2 separate regions of the Mus musculus genome follow, and region 2 is linked to region 1. A link is a contact called in public HiChIP or PLAC-seq data. All regions are on one chromosome and are shown on one strand. Each heading gives the region's core, a stretch centred on a gene start, on an enhancer-like site or on the middle of the called end of the contact. The rest is flanking DNA. Distances are from core to core; before and after follow the strand shown. Region 1 overlaps Bcas3 (breast carcinoma amplified sequence 3). Region 2 holds the start of Bcas3os1 (breast carcinoma amplified sequence 3, opposite strand 1).

Evidence for each region. HiChIP or PLAC-seq counts read pairs in DNA pulled down with a chosen protein or histone mark.
Region 2: a contact with region 1 is called in an H3K27ac HiChIP or PLAC-seq map of heart atrium, with 3 times the contacts expected there. The contact joins the promoter of Bcas3os1 here to the enhancer-like site in region 1. A contact is called at or near these places in 3 of 39 promoter capture datasets (cranial neural crest and liver), 1 of 484 Hi-C or Micro-C datasets (group 2 innate lymphoid cells), 5 of 115 datasets of contacts at active chromatin or transcription factors (bone marrow-derived macrophages, cardiomyocytes, differentiating embryonic stem cells and 2 more) and 1 of 9 other capture datasets (liver).

What each region holds. Positions count from the first base shown.
Region 1 is chr11:85,571,021-85,577,899 of GRCm38.p6, reverse strand. Bcas3 (breast carcinoma amplified sequence 3) reads right to left here. Exons shown (of 24, transcript NM_001166643.1): 20 at 1,018-1,118. Among named protein-coding and RNA genes, the nearest start is that of Bcas3os1, 150 kb to the left of the region's middle. Within about 2 kb of position 3,184, at least 20 of the 459 cell types and tissues checked have an H3K27ac peak or open chromatin away from gene starts, as enhancers often do. A contact at or near this core is called in heart atrium, where this site is marked.
Region 2 is chr11:85,716,145-85,723,023 of GRCm38.p6, reverse strand. It overlaps Bcas3os1 (breast carcinoma amplified sequence 3, opposite strand 1), which reads left to right and starts at 3,280. Exons shown (of 6, transcript NR_045875.1): 1 at 3,280-3,327. All of the region lies in intron 22 of Bcas3 (breast carcinoma amplified sequence 3), which reads right to left. RefSeq lists enhancers at 1-4,953, 6,642-6,879.

The DNA of each region.
Region 1 (6,879 bases), core at 1,935-4,434:
ACTTCAGCTTTCAGGCTATCTTCCCTGAGAACACCACAAAGGGTTCCACTTCTCAGAGGCACCTGTCTGATAAAAGCTGTCACACTGGTAATGTGATACAGGTCATTATCCTCCCCTGTGATGTCAGACTGGAGACAGACACAACAGCATCTGTAAGGAAGTCACTGTAATCGCTCCACTGTGAAATCTGCCTGAGTCTCTTTTATTTCAAAGCCCTTCACTTGAAGACCCAGTCACCTGGTAAGGCAAGGAGTGGCTGGCTGAAGCTGTTTTAGGAAAGGTTTAGAGGCCAATGACTGCAGCACGTCAAGGACAGGGATCCCAGGGGGAACTATGCACAAAATAATGTTCAGCTTCCCGTACAAACACATTTGGACATTTGTATGTGCTACGGCAAAGCAAACACTGGAGATAAATGTCAATAAAATCCAATGTGTGGAAACTTACAGCAACATTTCTGAGACATTATTTTCCTCATTAATTTATTTATTCACTTTACATGCCGATTGCAGACCCTACCTTCTCTCAGTTCTCTCTTCCCCTTCTCCTCTAAGAAAAGGAGAGCCCCTGTGAGCACCAACCAACCCTGATACATCAAGTTTATGCAAATCCTCTCCCACTGAGGCCAGACAAGGCAGCCCAGTGGGGGGAACAGGATCCACAGGCAGGCAACACAGTCAGTGACAGCCCCCTCTCCAGTTGTTGGGGGACCCATATGAAGACCAAGCTGCATATCTACTATATTAAGTGTAGAGGACCTAGGTCCAGCCCATGTATGCTCTTTGGTTGGTGGTTTAGTCTCTGGGAACACCAAAGAGTCCAGGCTAGTTGACTCTGTTGGTTTTCTTATAGAGTCCCTATCACCTCCTGGTCCCTCAAACCTTCCCCCAACTTGAGACATTCTTAATATGGAAATAATAATAATACCCAGTGACCAATTCTCTTCGTTTTCCAGTAAGGAAAAGAATAAACACAGATTTCTGTTCTCCCTTATTGTAGTAGCCCCGATATATTTACCTGGGAAAGCCATTCTTCATCTTCCTGTCCACTATGGTCAGAGGCTAAGCTGTCATAGGACCCATGTCGAGTAATGGGGCCAGGACTTCCAGGGGGAAGAGCTACAGGAGAAAGGAAAAAAAAAAAAGAACTTAGACCTTTGTGCACTGGAGATACAAATAATAGCATAATCAGCTCAGATAGATTCTATAACATAAAACACAGGAGCAATTCAAAGAACTAATGATCACACAAGTTCATAGAAATATTTCCCAATTAACAGTAAATGCTGGCCAGGCATGCTACTCAGAAGGCTGCTGGAGAGGATCTCCTGAGGTCGGCTGGGGCAAAAGGAGGGGGATTCATTAAAACAAACAAACAAACAAACAAACAAACAACAGTTGTGGAGACTTAGTGATGGGAAGAGCAGAAAAGAGCAACTAAATCCATCAGAACACGCACAACCTCAATTCACTGAGGTGACACACCTGTCTGCTGGAGGGTGGCCGGCTATGGATTCAAAGAACCCGGAACCCATACATAAAAATGCATGACATTTGATTGAGAAACACTTTCAATCACAGCAAAAACTCATTTATTCAGATATTGTCTTTCTCGGCTATTTCAAGTAATTTCCAGTAATCCTCAGCACTAAGATACAGTTGAAACTAGTCTGTATTCTTCTACAAAGGGAACCTTTAGTTAGTAAAAGCAATAGACTTTTTTTTTTTTTTTTTCATTTACGGGTGTCTGCTTGTTGGAAACAGACTTTTTTTTTTTTTAATGCAGCCCAGGATGGCCTCAAAGTCACTATGCAGCTAAAGTAAGCATGAATTTTGAACTACACAGGGTCTTACTGTGTACCTGTGGCTGGTCTAAAACTCATAGAGAACCTCCTGCCTCTGCCTTCTGAACGTCAGACCCAGGCTTGACTTTTTGCTGGGACTACAGCATCTGAACGAACACTAGGATTCTGCAGTGCTAGGAATCCAACCAAGGGCTTCCTGCACACTAAACAAGTACTGCACATGCAACCAAACACTTCTAACAGTCCCAGAGTTTACATGTCCACAGCCTCACTGCTCTTCTTCACTTGATCTTAGCCAAAAGGCCGAGAAGCGATCTCACTGCTCTTCTTGAAGGTACAATTATTCCTGATTTCTATGCATCTCTCTCTATCCCTACTTTAAGAAAAGACTTCATTTTAGGTTCACAGCAGAACTGGATTTCTCCCTCCAGAGAAAACAAGCAATGGGGTTAACTGGGAAACAGAACAAAAGAGAAGATATGGGGTGCAGGGGAGGGAAGGCAGGAGATGGGTAATAAAGAACCACAGATTAGGACAGGAAACAATCTCACCCAAAAGTTCCTTAGGCTAAACTGCTAAAAGGAAAATGAGCAATTTAAATATGCTTCATACAAATTCCACGAAATACTTAATACATACTCCCATGTAATACATACTCCCAGTAAAGGTGATGTCAATCTTATTTGATGATGCCAGATAAGGTATGGAAAGAACAAACTCAAGAAATAGATAGAGGAGGAGGAGGAGGAGGAGGAGGAGGAGGAGGAGGAAAAGACAATAACAACAATGACAAGGTACGACTCAAGGCAAGATTTTAAAAGACTCAAGCCCATAAAACTTTATCTGAACTTGTTTCAAGAAATGAAGTAAGATCTAATTTAGTAGTTATGGCCAGACATGAACATAGTGTTGAAATGTAAGATTTGCAATCGTCCAAACCATGAACTGCTAGCTCTACAAAATCATGGCTCTCTAGCACAGGCATGCTGATGTTTAGCAAGAAGCCCAAATGATCACAAAGCCACACAGCCACTTCGTTTATGAGGGCAAACAAAAGAGTAACATAACAATTTTCCATTATTTTCCATTGTTCCAACATTCTTTTGGAACGAATTCTGTTCTATACTGCACAGATGTTAAGTCAACTGATGTTTTCAAGAACAATGTTCCTGAATCATTCATCACCTTTGTTTGATGTTTGTTTGATTCTTGTCACAGACAGAACCAAGAGGAACCCTCAATTTCCTGTCCTCCGTTAAGTGTAAGGCTTAAGTTTTGTATTCTAGATAGAGCAAGTGACAGCAACAGATGGTTTGGCACTTACTAGGACTTATGAAGGTGGCAGGGATGGACTTAGAGCCTGGCTGCAGTGGAACCACAGCCAGACGACAGGGGCCTTGAGCTGGCCGTTTATTGGTTTACTGTGCTATTGTTATCTGGATATGGGTATGCTTGGAATTTCCCACGGGGGGGGGGGGGGAGGATGAGGAAGTGGGGTGGGGGAGGGGCCTCTCTGTCCTGTCTGCTTTACAAAGGAAGTAGTAAATATTCCAGATATACAACTCAGAAATGAATTCTTTGTATATGTGAAATAGTGACAATAAATAAGTCTCCTTTAAACTGCCAGAAGAAAAAGACAAGGAAATCATGAATTTGAACCTCCTTCACGGAGATTTTAAGGCCTTTTGCTCACCAGTTTGCTCTGGAAATATCACAATATAGAAAATTAAAATAAAGTGTACTTTTCATATTTAATGAGTATCTGGGCTGGAGAGATGGCTCAGCTGTTGAGAGCATTGGATGCTCTTCCTAAAGTCTGGGGTTCAATTCCCAGGACCCACGTGGCAGCTCATAGCTGTCTTAACACCTGTTCCAGGGGATCCAACAGATGTTAAGTACATCTCATACAGACATACCCAAAGGTAAAACACTAATGTATATACAAAATAAAAATAAATATATTATAAAAATTAAATGAATATCCTTTTTTTTCTCCCCTAGACTTATTGACATTTTAAATGTTCTCCAATCCCAGCAGGGAGGGTATTCAACATTTATGTCTTAGGGAGGGAATTAACACAGGAGACATTTATGTCTTAGGAGGGAGGTCACATGGAAAAATAACTGCAAATGCTGAAGCTAGTAGGAAGGGGAAAAAAACGTCAAAAGGAAAGTCTGACTGAACTAGGACTATCCACTTTGGTTAGAAATGAACCCAATCCTATGCTGAGGGATATGGGATGTGGTTGGGAGTTGACAGAATCTCAGCCACTCTGTTAGAGACTGCATCACTGCTGAATGGATTCAGGAAAGCAAGACAAACATCTGGTCTATCACCATGTCAAGATGCTCACTTCAGCAGGCAGAGCATTTCCTACACGTTTAAAAGTAGCAGGCAAAGTTCAGGAGCACGAAACAAGGAGCAGAGACTGGGTGCTAGGGAACACTGTGTATTGATTACCAATAATCTCATTAGAAACTAGATGATACCAAAAGGGATGAAATGTCACCAAACCTTATGTTACAGCTTTTTTTATACAAAATTCAGATGCAACATTAGAAAGGATTACAGTGAGTCATTGTTCACATTTTTAATAATGTACGCTAAAGAACTATTGTAATTTCAAAATGAGAGTTTTCCTTTAATTCATTTTTATGTATGTGTGTATTCTTGAGTGTATGTTCATATATAAGCCTCACACATTCAAGGGCCTATAGAGGTAAGAAGGGGCTTATAGATCTTTAGGAACTAGAGCTATAGGCTACAAGGGATGCCATGTGGGTGCTAAGAACTGAAACCAGGTCCTCTACAAGGGCAATAAGCATTGTTATCCACCAAGCCATCTCGGCAGCACCAAAAATGAGACTATTCTTGATCCTACTTAATACTTTGTGTATCTTGCAAGCCCAATCTGAAAGAAACAAGACACAGACCAACTACCTGAAGAAAAATTGTTAGCACCTTTACAAACATTTGTCAGCCTTATTATTTTTCTAGATTTATTTTATGTATATGAGTGTGTTGCTTGCATGTATCTATGTGTACCACACGTTGTGCCCGTTACCTTCCCATGGAGGTAAGAAAAGAGAGTAAGACCCCCTGGAATTAGAGTCACAGCTGTAAGCCAGCATGGAATGCTGGGACCTCTACAAGAGCAGCAAGTGCTCAGCAGCCTTTCTAGTCTCTTATCAGCTATTTTTAGATAATAAACAAAGAAAAGGAGAAGGAACTTCAAGATATACAGCTCACCATTTATATCCCTACTATAGCTACAAGGATTAACAGTGCGTCTTATCACGCTACATGCAAAGGAAATACTGTCAAGTTACTTTAAAATAGCACCAGGCAGGCCAGGATGAGCACATGAGCACATGGTTACAAGGTAACTTTGAAGCAGACTGTTTATAGTATGTGTTCTCAGAGAAGCAAACATGCAGAGAGCAAGTAAACAGAAACAACAACAACAACCTCACCTAGTGTATTTTGATGTCACACGTTGACTAATTGCAAGAGACTGAGATAAGGGAGCATTGCTCACAAACACAGCTGCCCTCATCCAACCTCCCTTCCCAAGTGACAGAGTCCTTCCTACTTTAAAGCTATGCTGAAAAACTGAACAAAATTTAGATCTACTTAAGAACACAACCAACAGTTAGAAATCCACATTCTACGTGTATCAGGAGCACCAGCAAGGTCAGGCCAGCAGTGGACTGTTGTGAATACACTTTAGATTCAGGGTCAGAGTGTTTGTTTTCCATACCCTATGAAATCCCCACCCCACAGAAAAAGATGAAAAGCCCCTTGAAGCTGAAGTACTTAGTGAAGACCTAAGAAGCCAATAATGCGCCAGCAGTTTTGAGTCCTTTAGGTTATTTCAGGGAACAATGAGTCTTTTTCTAGCTACAGAGAACTTTGTGAATTCGATGACATCATGCTGCCCTGAATGAAGCAGCTCCCACTGAAGGTTCACCCAAAGGGCAACGGTGATAAACTCTCATTCAAGGACAAACTTTCACATATATTTGGTTCTTATTAAAAGCAGCATTTCTTTAACGGGCCTACAATATGAATGTGCTCTGAAGCAAACTCTGCTTCCAATGAGAAAGCACTTCGGCCTCCAGGGAGAACTGGTGGGCAATGCAGCTTCTTATTGTAAAAATGAAAATCTGCCTCTATAAACTAAGTCTCCAGAGCAAACAACCAGCAAAGTGAACACGCAGTTCCCAATGAGCCAAGCATCCCAGAAGGAACACGACCACCGTCTGTGCCTAAAGTAGTAACGAGTCCAAACAGCTAAGCAAGTCATTTTCTACCTATCAACGTAACAACATTTGTTAATTTTCAATGACTATGAAAAAAAGGAGAAAGTCATCATCTAAAAAGATAACACGCCTAAAATCCCTGAAAGCATGGTTAGTATCAGACTCCACTGCTACTGACAACATGGATGGAGCACCAGCAGTGCACTGAACCTGTGAGGTTGCAACCTCATTTCCGGCCTGCTTATTAGCAGGCATGCTTTGCAACAGCCCAACAGTAGTGTGACAATACATACAGAAACAAGTGTCTCCAAGGTTTATATTAAATGGATCAATGATCTTCCCTGCACCTAGGCCCTAGGGTACCATAGATGCTCACTAATTAATTATTAAAATTTTCTAGCATTCACTCATTGCCCATCTCTGGTTTCACTTTCCTTTTCTTCCACATTCCCAGAAGAACAGTCACCAGCAATGTATAATTAGAAAAATGACATATACTTATTGTCTGCAAGAGAATACACTTCCCTGAATAGCCTTCAACTCCGGGTACATCTTATCCCTCTCTCGCCAGTTTCCTTTTCCAGATTCTCAAAGTCTCATTCAACCACATGACTAAGGACCTTTCATTTGTTATTCTTGTTGCCCTAGAGGTCATTTTGCATTGTGTGTCTGGACAAGTGATATCTGGAGGCAGCCTGGCAGGGCTCAGTATGACCATAAAGATCTCGTAAAGTGAAGTACATAACAGAGCCTAATGGACTGCCTGCAGTTCTGGCTAGATCAGCAACTCTGCTGAACAAAAGTTCAAAACC
Region 2 (6,879 bases), core at 2,031-4,530, 150 kb before region 1:
GCATGGGTCATAATCCTCACATGAGGTCCACATGCATCCTAGCCCAGCAGACCACACTATCGCATTGCTGACTGGTTCAGGAAGGAAAGGAAAGAAACAATTGCTAGGTATCTGTTACCTCTGGTGACATGCATTGCCTCAGATGATCTTCAAATGTCCCAGTGCGGTACCTAACATAATGGGACGAAGTGGACCATTGAGATGGTTCAGTGGTGAAGGCTCACACTGGCAAGCCTGACCACCTGAATCGTTAGAACCTGCAGGTGGAGGAGGAGAATTAACTCCTACAAGATGTTCTCTGACCTCTACACATGCTATGGTATGAACAAATGCAGACCCATATGTACTTACAAAAAAATAATAAATAGCCGGGCGTGGTGGCACACGCCTTTAATCCCAGCACTCAGGAGGCAGAGACAGGCGGATTTCTGAGTTTGAGGCCAGCCTGGTCTACAGAGTGAGTTCCAGGACAGCCAGGGCTATACAGAGAAACCCTGTCTCAAAAAAAAAAAAAAAAAACAAAAAAACAAAAAAACAAAAAAAAAACCCAAAAAAGACAAAAAACAAAACAAAACAAAAATAATAATAATAAATAAATCTACAATTAAAGTATAGCTGTCCCCTGAGAGGCTTTGCCAGAGCCTGACCAATACAGATAGAGAGGCTCTCAGCCAACCATCAGACTGAGCACAGGGACCCCAGTGGAATAGTTAGGGGAAGGACTGAAGGAACTGAAGGTGTTTGCAATCTCATATGAAGAACAACAATACCAACTAACCAGACCCACCCCCCCCCCGCCCCCAGGTCCCAGAGTACACATGGAGGGACCCAAAGCTCCAGCTACATATGTAGCAGAGGATGGCCTTATATGGCATCAATGGGAGGGGAGGCCCTTGGTCCTGTGAAGGCTTGATGTCCCAGCATAGGGAAGGGAGTGAGTGGCTGGGTGGCGACCCCCTCGTAGAAGCAGGGAGGTCTCGTCTTTTCCCTTTCCTATAGGATTATCATTTGATTATAGAGTAACTGCTGAATTACTCTATTGGGTTTATCCTTTTATTTCCCATCACTGCCGACTTAGGTACAGACTGAAACCAGGGTTTCATGTGCTCAGCAAGTGCTTGGCAGCTGAGCTACACACCCAGTCTGCATTCCCCCGGACTTTCCAAACAGCAGCTACATGGCCTCTAGAGAGGCCAAGGCAGAAAGATGAGTGTTCAGCTTTGTCCTTTCAATTTATTTTGTTTGTCTTTTGTTTTTGAGACTGGGTCTCACTTTGTAGCCATGGCTGGCCTAAAACTCATTATGTATATAGGGGCTGGCCTTGAATTCATAGAGATCTGCCTGCTTCTGCTTCCTGAGGGCTGGGATTCAAGTCACCATACCTAGCTTTGTCTCTCTCCATTTCTTACCTTTTCTCAATATACTGTATAGCTCGCATAGAAATGGTGTGAATAGACACCCTTGTTTCATTTCTCTTCATAAAAGAAACCTCAAGTGACAGGTGGTGGCACACACCTTTAATATCAGTGCTCAGGAGACAGAGGCTTAGAGCCAAGGCTACTGAGGGAAAACATGTCTTGGAAAACCAACAAAACAACCCCCCTAAAGAACAAAACCACCTCTGGCTTCATAAAACCAAAACAAAGCCCACCCTAAACACTAGGGCTCTGCCTGTTTCCTTCTATCTTTGAATCGTTAAACTAAGCCTAAAGTGCCGAAGAGTCATGCTAACGCCACACCAGTTGCTATGCCATCTCCGGATACCTCCGAAAGAACACATTCGAGGCGTTGGTAGTCCAGGCTAGCCTTAGAATACTGGAGGTAGCCAAGGTGCTCTTAAACTTCTGATCCTCCTGTCTCAGCCTCTCAAGTTCAAGGGCGATTAAGCATGAACCTCTGTGCCCAGATTCTAGAACCAGAAGCCTGCCAGGCTCTGGCCCAGCTGTGACCCCTGACTCAGGCATAGCTAGTTCAAACAAGAAGGTTCAATCTATTCCTGTGCATTTATGCGAAGACCAGCATGTCCACCCGAGATCATGAAGATGGTCCCATCCAACAGCACATCAGTTACCATTTTAGGTTTTGAAACTCGGGGGGAAAACATGCAGGGAAGAAATAAACAGCTTTTTTTTTTTTTTAATGTAATAACTGAAGAGTAATGAGGTTGGAAAACAGATGTGGACAGAGGGGAAATCTTGCTACAGTGTGGCCCACACAATCTGGGGAGGAATGATAAAAAGAAAAAACAACACAACTTTACAAGCTGTTTTGAGCCTGGAATTAAAAGGAGTAATCAAGCAAGGCTGCCTTATAAAGGGTCAAGGGGTAGCATCCTGCAGCGGAGAATAAGCAGAGCCCCTGCTCCTGGCCAGCTCAGGCCTCAGCCTGGGAAGAAAGGCTTCCCGGGGCAGCAGCTCTGCAGAGCAGATTCTTGATTCAGTGTTTAATAACTGCCATCTAACCTCCTTCCCCTGCCCACCCGCTCCCCAGGGAGGTACTTCCCTAATGGGTTAGCCCTTTTTAGTCTGGTTTTAGTCTCTGGCTCTTTATATTCTGAGTCGGGCAAGGGGGGGTGGGGTGGGGACCTCAGTCTATTCCTGTGACTTCCAGGCAAAATGTGTCAAATTAGATAAATGTGTCCGAGGCTGGGTTGCGAGCAGAGCACACTCACTCTTTCAATGGTCTCTTCCCACACCCCTTTCACCATGTCTGCCTCTCAGAGTCTATTCAAATGCATAAAACAATTCCAACTGAATCTTCACATGGGGTGTCTAGGGTTTTTTTGTTTGTTTGTTTGTTTGTTTGTTTTGTTTTTGTTTTTTTAAGCTTAGTATACATCACATTTGGGGAGCAACAGAGAGATGTGAATAGAGAGACCCCCAAGCCTGCCCTGTTTCTGAGGTTACCCACAGGAAGGCAACTCCCTTCTACGCCTGTGGCATTGTTTTGTTTATTACGCAGTGACTGTCAGGACACTTATCAGTTTACTAAACTGTGTTAGTCTGTACAGAGTGTCTCCCGACGTGGGGCTGTGAGAGAGCAGCCGTTGCAGTTGTCTGACTTGGCTTCTGAAAGCCTTCAACTACTGAAGTCCAGCCAGCATCTAATTTTACCCGTGAGTTCCAGGAGAGAAGAAAGCTGGTGGGAAGATTACAGAGTTCCTTGAAGCCCTGACCTACAACAGGAAGAGAGTTGTCAGCCGTCATGTCTCTCACCCTAAATTCCAAGGCAAACAACAGTGGCTGAACATTTTATAACACGTTCCCATTGTAAAATTGCATATTCCAGAAACCCGATGCTGGCTCCCTCATTTTCCATAGACCTCATGTAAGTACCAGCGCATGATCTTAAACTGAATATTTTTACTTGAGCTTTTCACTTCCAATTTGTCGAATGTACTTTGGCTTCTCTGACTTTCTTGTAAGGCGGTGGCAATCTGTTTTCACACTAACTCTTGTATGCATTCGGCTCATATCACTGAATTGGCGACCTGGGAATCTCTGAGGACACTGGTGTAAACGAATCACCACCGGGGTCTCAGGGGCTTTCTGTAAAGAGCGGGAGAAGGAGACTTTCCAGGTCTTTCGGCTCACCCGTCAGCAAGTTACTTCACTTCTCCTACACTCACCTGTGAAACGGGTGTATGAACAGCCGCGGCAGGGCAAATGTGAGGACTGATGACAGCCTACTTCGAGGGAGCTGCGCACAGTGCTTAACACAGAGAGGCATTGTCAAGTCTGTCCAAAGCAATGGGGAGAGTACCCACAGTCCTGCTCGGTGAGATGCCACAGTGGCACTCCTTTGGACAAAAGATGACCTCAAGTGCCCTAGAAGCACTAAGGGGATCAGCCAACAGGAGAGTTGGAGAGATAGGGGGTGTCTGGTGTCTACGGGAGATCTCCAACCTGATTGCCCTAGGCCAGGAATGGACAAGTGCCCACTCGAAGGCTGGTGCCCTTGGAACAGAACATGAGCCTCTTAGAAGTAGGTTGATGGAAAGGAAAAAACAAAATGGCTGGAAAAGTTCAACAGGTTCATTGAGCTCCAGATGCTAACCAACCTGCTTTCAGGGGTAGCACTTCCCATTGTTGCCAGAGACCGGTAAAGGACGGTAACAGACAACCTCAGCTTGGCCTGTGAGACAGATCACCTGGGCCCAAGCCCTGCAGCAATTACTGTGCTATGAAAGGCGGAGCTGGACTCTAATAAGTGAGAACAAAGAGCCAACCACCCTGGAACATTTAGCAGACCTCTGGGTCATTATCTGGCTCAGTTTCAGTGTTCTCAAATTCTGTGTGCTCTCGAGAAGAATGGAGATCCACAGATTAGTCCTCTGGGCACCCCTTATTATCCTCAGGTCCCTTCAAAATAAAAACACAAGTAAAAGTAAAACCCATCTAGCAGCTGCTACTACTTCAGCACTGACAGCATACTGGGTGCTACCTTTGCAAGAGGGAACCAGTTAGAAAGGGCTCAGATATAGAAAAGTGATATCCAGTACCAGCCAGGGAACAGCAAGGTTCTTTCTGGCACCCAAACAAGCTCTTTAGGAGAGAAGGGCTGTGCATACATAGACCCTTGGGTTTAAGAAGGAAACTCATCATCTAATCAGAAATGAAACAAGAATCCTCAAGAGCTCAAGGCTCATGGCAACATCTGTCAGTCTAGAATGGATTAATAAAATTACAAGGGATGGTAAAAATCTTATCTCAGAGGAATTACAAACACAAGTCCATATGCTACAACAGGATGGGACAGTCAGTGGTCAATATTTGGCCAGTGTTCTCTGTTTCCTCCCCTGTAAGACCAGAACACATGACAGAGGGCATATCCCAGGCCCATCACCCTTATTAGAAGGCCAGGGCGTAAGGAGTGAGCATCTTTCTGCTATAATACTTAATCCATTTTGTGATGTGTTCATGGGAATTTTGGGGAAGACCCTGCTGGAAGGAGGGCTCGTCAGAGGCGAGGGGCACGAGCACATGAATGAAGCTAGGAAGGTAAGGCATGCTAGGGAGATGCTTAGTAACAAGTCTGTCACACACACAGGGCTCCTCTAGGCAAGAAGTGGGAGTCGAGACGGAAAGCATCAGTTAGAACTGAAGTGGAAACAAGAGTTTGGGAAGTGTGTGCACACGGCATGTGCATTTCACTGAACAGTCATGAGCCCCCTGAGCAGCTTGTTGCTCGTGTTTGAACAGACTAAACGAAGGTCTCATATTTGTTGCAAGGCTGTCACTTCTTGGATTATATGATGGGTGGTCCCAGATCCATTTCTTCCATCATACCTCAATTGAGACATTATTTAAAGGCAGCAACATATAAGTCAACTGTCTTTCATCTCTAGGATGGAACCCCAGGGTCCTGAACATGTTACACAAACCTTTACCACTGAATTATGTTCCTAACCCTTGGCTTTGAAAGACAGTGTATGTTAGACTTGAACTTGCTAAAAGCCCTGGATGGCCTTGAGCTGACAATCCTCCACCTCCAACTCTAGAATGCTAGGCTCACAGGTATGTACCACCATCTGGTTCATTAAGGTTTTTGAGGAGAAAAATGCGTTGACATGAGAAAACTTCAGTTATTTTGGTTAAGATTCTTGCATGACTACTGGAGTATTCTAGTTAGGAGAGATTGAGTATATTTGTAAAGAAATGATTGAGTGCATGTGAAGAAATGACTGAAGATGTGTCAAAAGCCAGGATCAGTCTCTTTATCAGCTATATCATTTTTGTGCTGTTTTCTAAGCTTTAAGGCAAACATCTAGAGGTTTTTGAGAGGACCTGATGACTTTCATGGAACCATACTTAAGAACTACACTGAGTTCTTGCCTTTCTGCAGGTTGACGCCTGGGGTTGCTAATAGTTCTTGGGCCATAGGACAGAAATAACCCTAAACCTCTTAGGTTCCTTATGAAGTGACTGTTTTATGTGGCCCTGTCTCCAGCTGGCATTACCATCTAACTCCTCTGTGCCTTCCTTGGCTATCTCCAGCTGGCATTACCATCTAACTCCTCTGTGCCTTCTGGCTATCTTCAGCTGGCATTGCCATCTAACTCCTCTGTGCCTTCCTTGGCTATCTCCAGCTGGCATTACCATCTAACTCCTCTGTGCCTTCTGGCTATCTTCAGCTGGCATTGCCATCTAACTCCTCTGTGCCTTCCTTGGCTATCTCCAGCTGGCATTACCATCTAACTCCTCTGTGCCTTCCTGACTCAGCGTCTTCAAAGGAACCAGGCAGACATCGATCTCTGACACCTTGAACTCCCCAGACAAAGACATCCACAGAAAGCAAACCAGAGAAGAAACTGCTTAGGGCTTGATGGCAAGAGACTTAATGACCTCTGTAGGGTGGTCTAGGTCAGGGCCTCTGAAAGTAAATCTACAACTTTCCTGTCAAAAAGTGCCTCCATCGCATAAAGCCACCGGGCCACTTGGCTCATGCCTACCAGCAGAGGTTGAGGGTGTGGTGGGTAACATACAGTCACTAAGGAAGGTTTAAGAAAAAGTCAGAAAGTATAATATAAAGGATATAATTGTGATTTGGAGGTTCAGAAATCTGTTTAACCAGGATCCATTTTTAAGGGGAATGAGTGGTACAGTCTTTAAAAGTCTAGGAGGAAATATGTATACAGTAGCTTGCCAAGAAAACCATCAAGAACTCAAGTTTCCTTCAAGTTAAAGCCCATCACTTAATAAAATAATAAGGTATCATTCACTGAACATCTAAACAAATTGCTAGGATGTTACCACAAACAGCTCAGGGAAGAGAATACTGTGGTGAGCTTCCCACATAAGCAGCTACAGCAGAAATCCTCTAAACCCTACACACAGTATGGCTAAAACAGTCTATAAAAGAATGCTGAAGAACGACCTT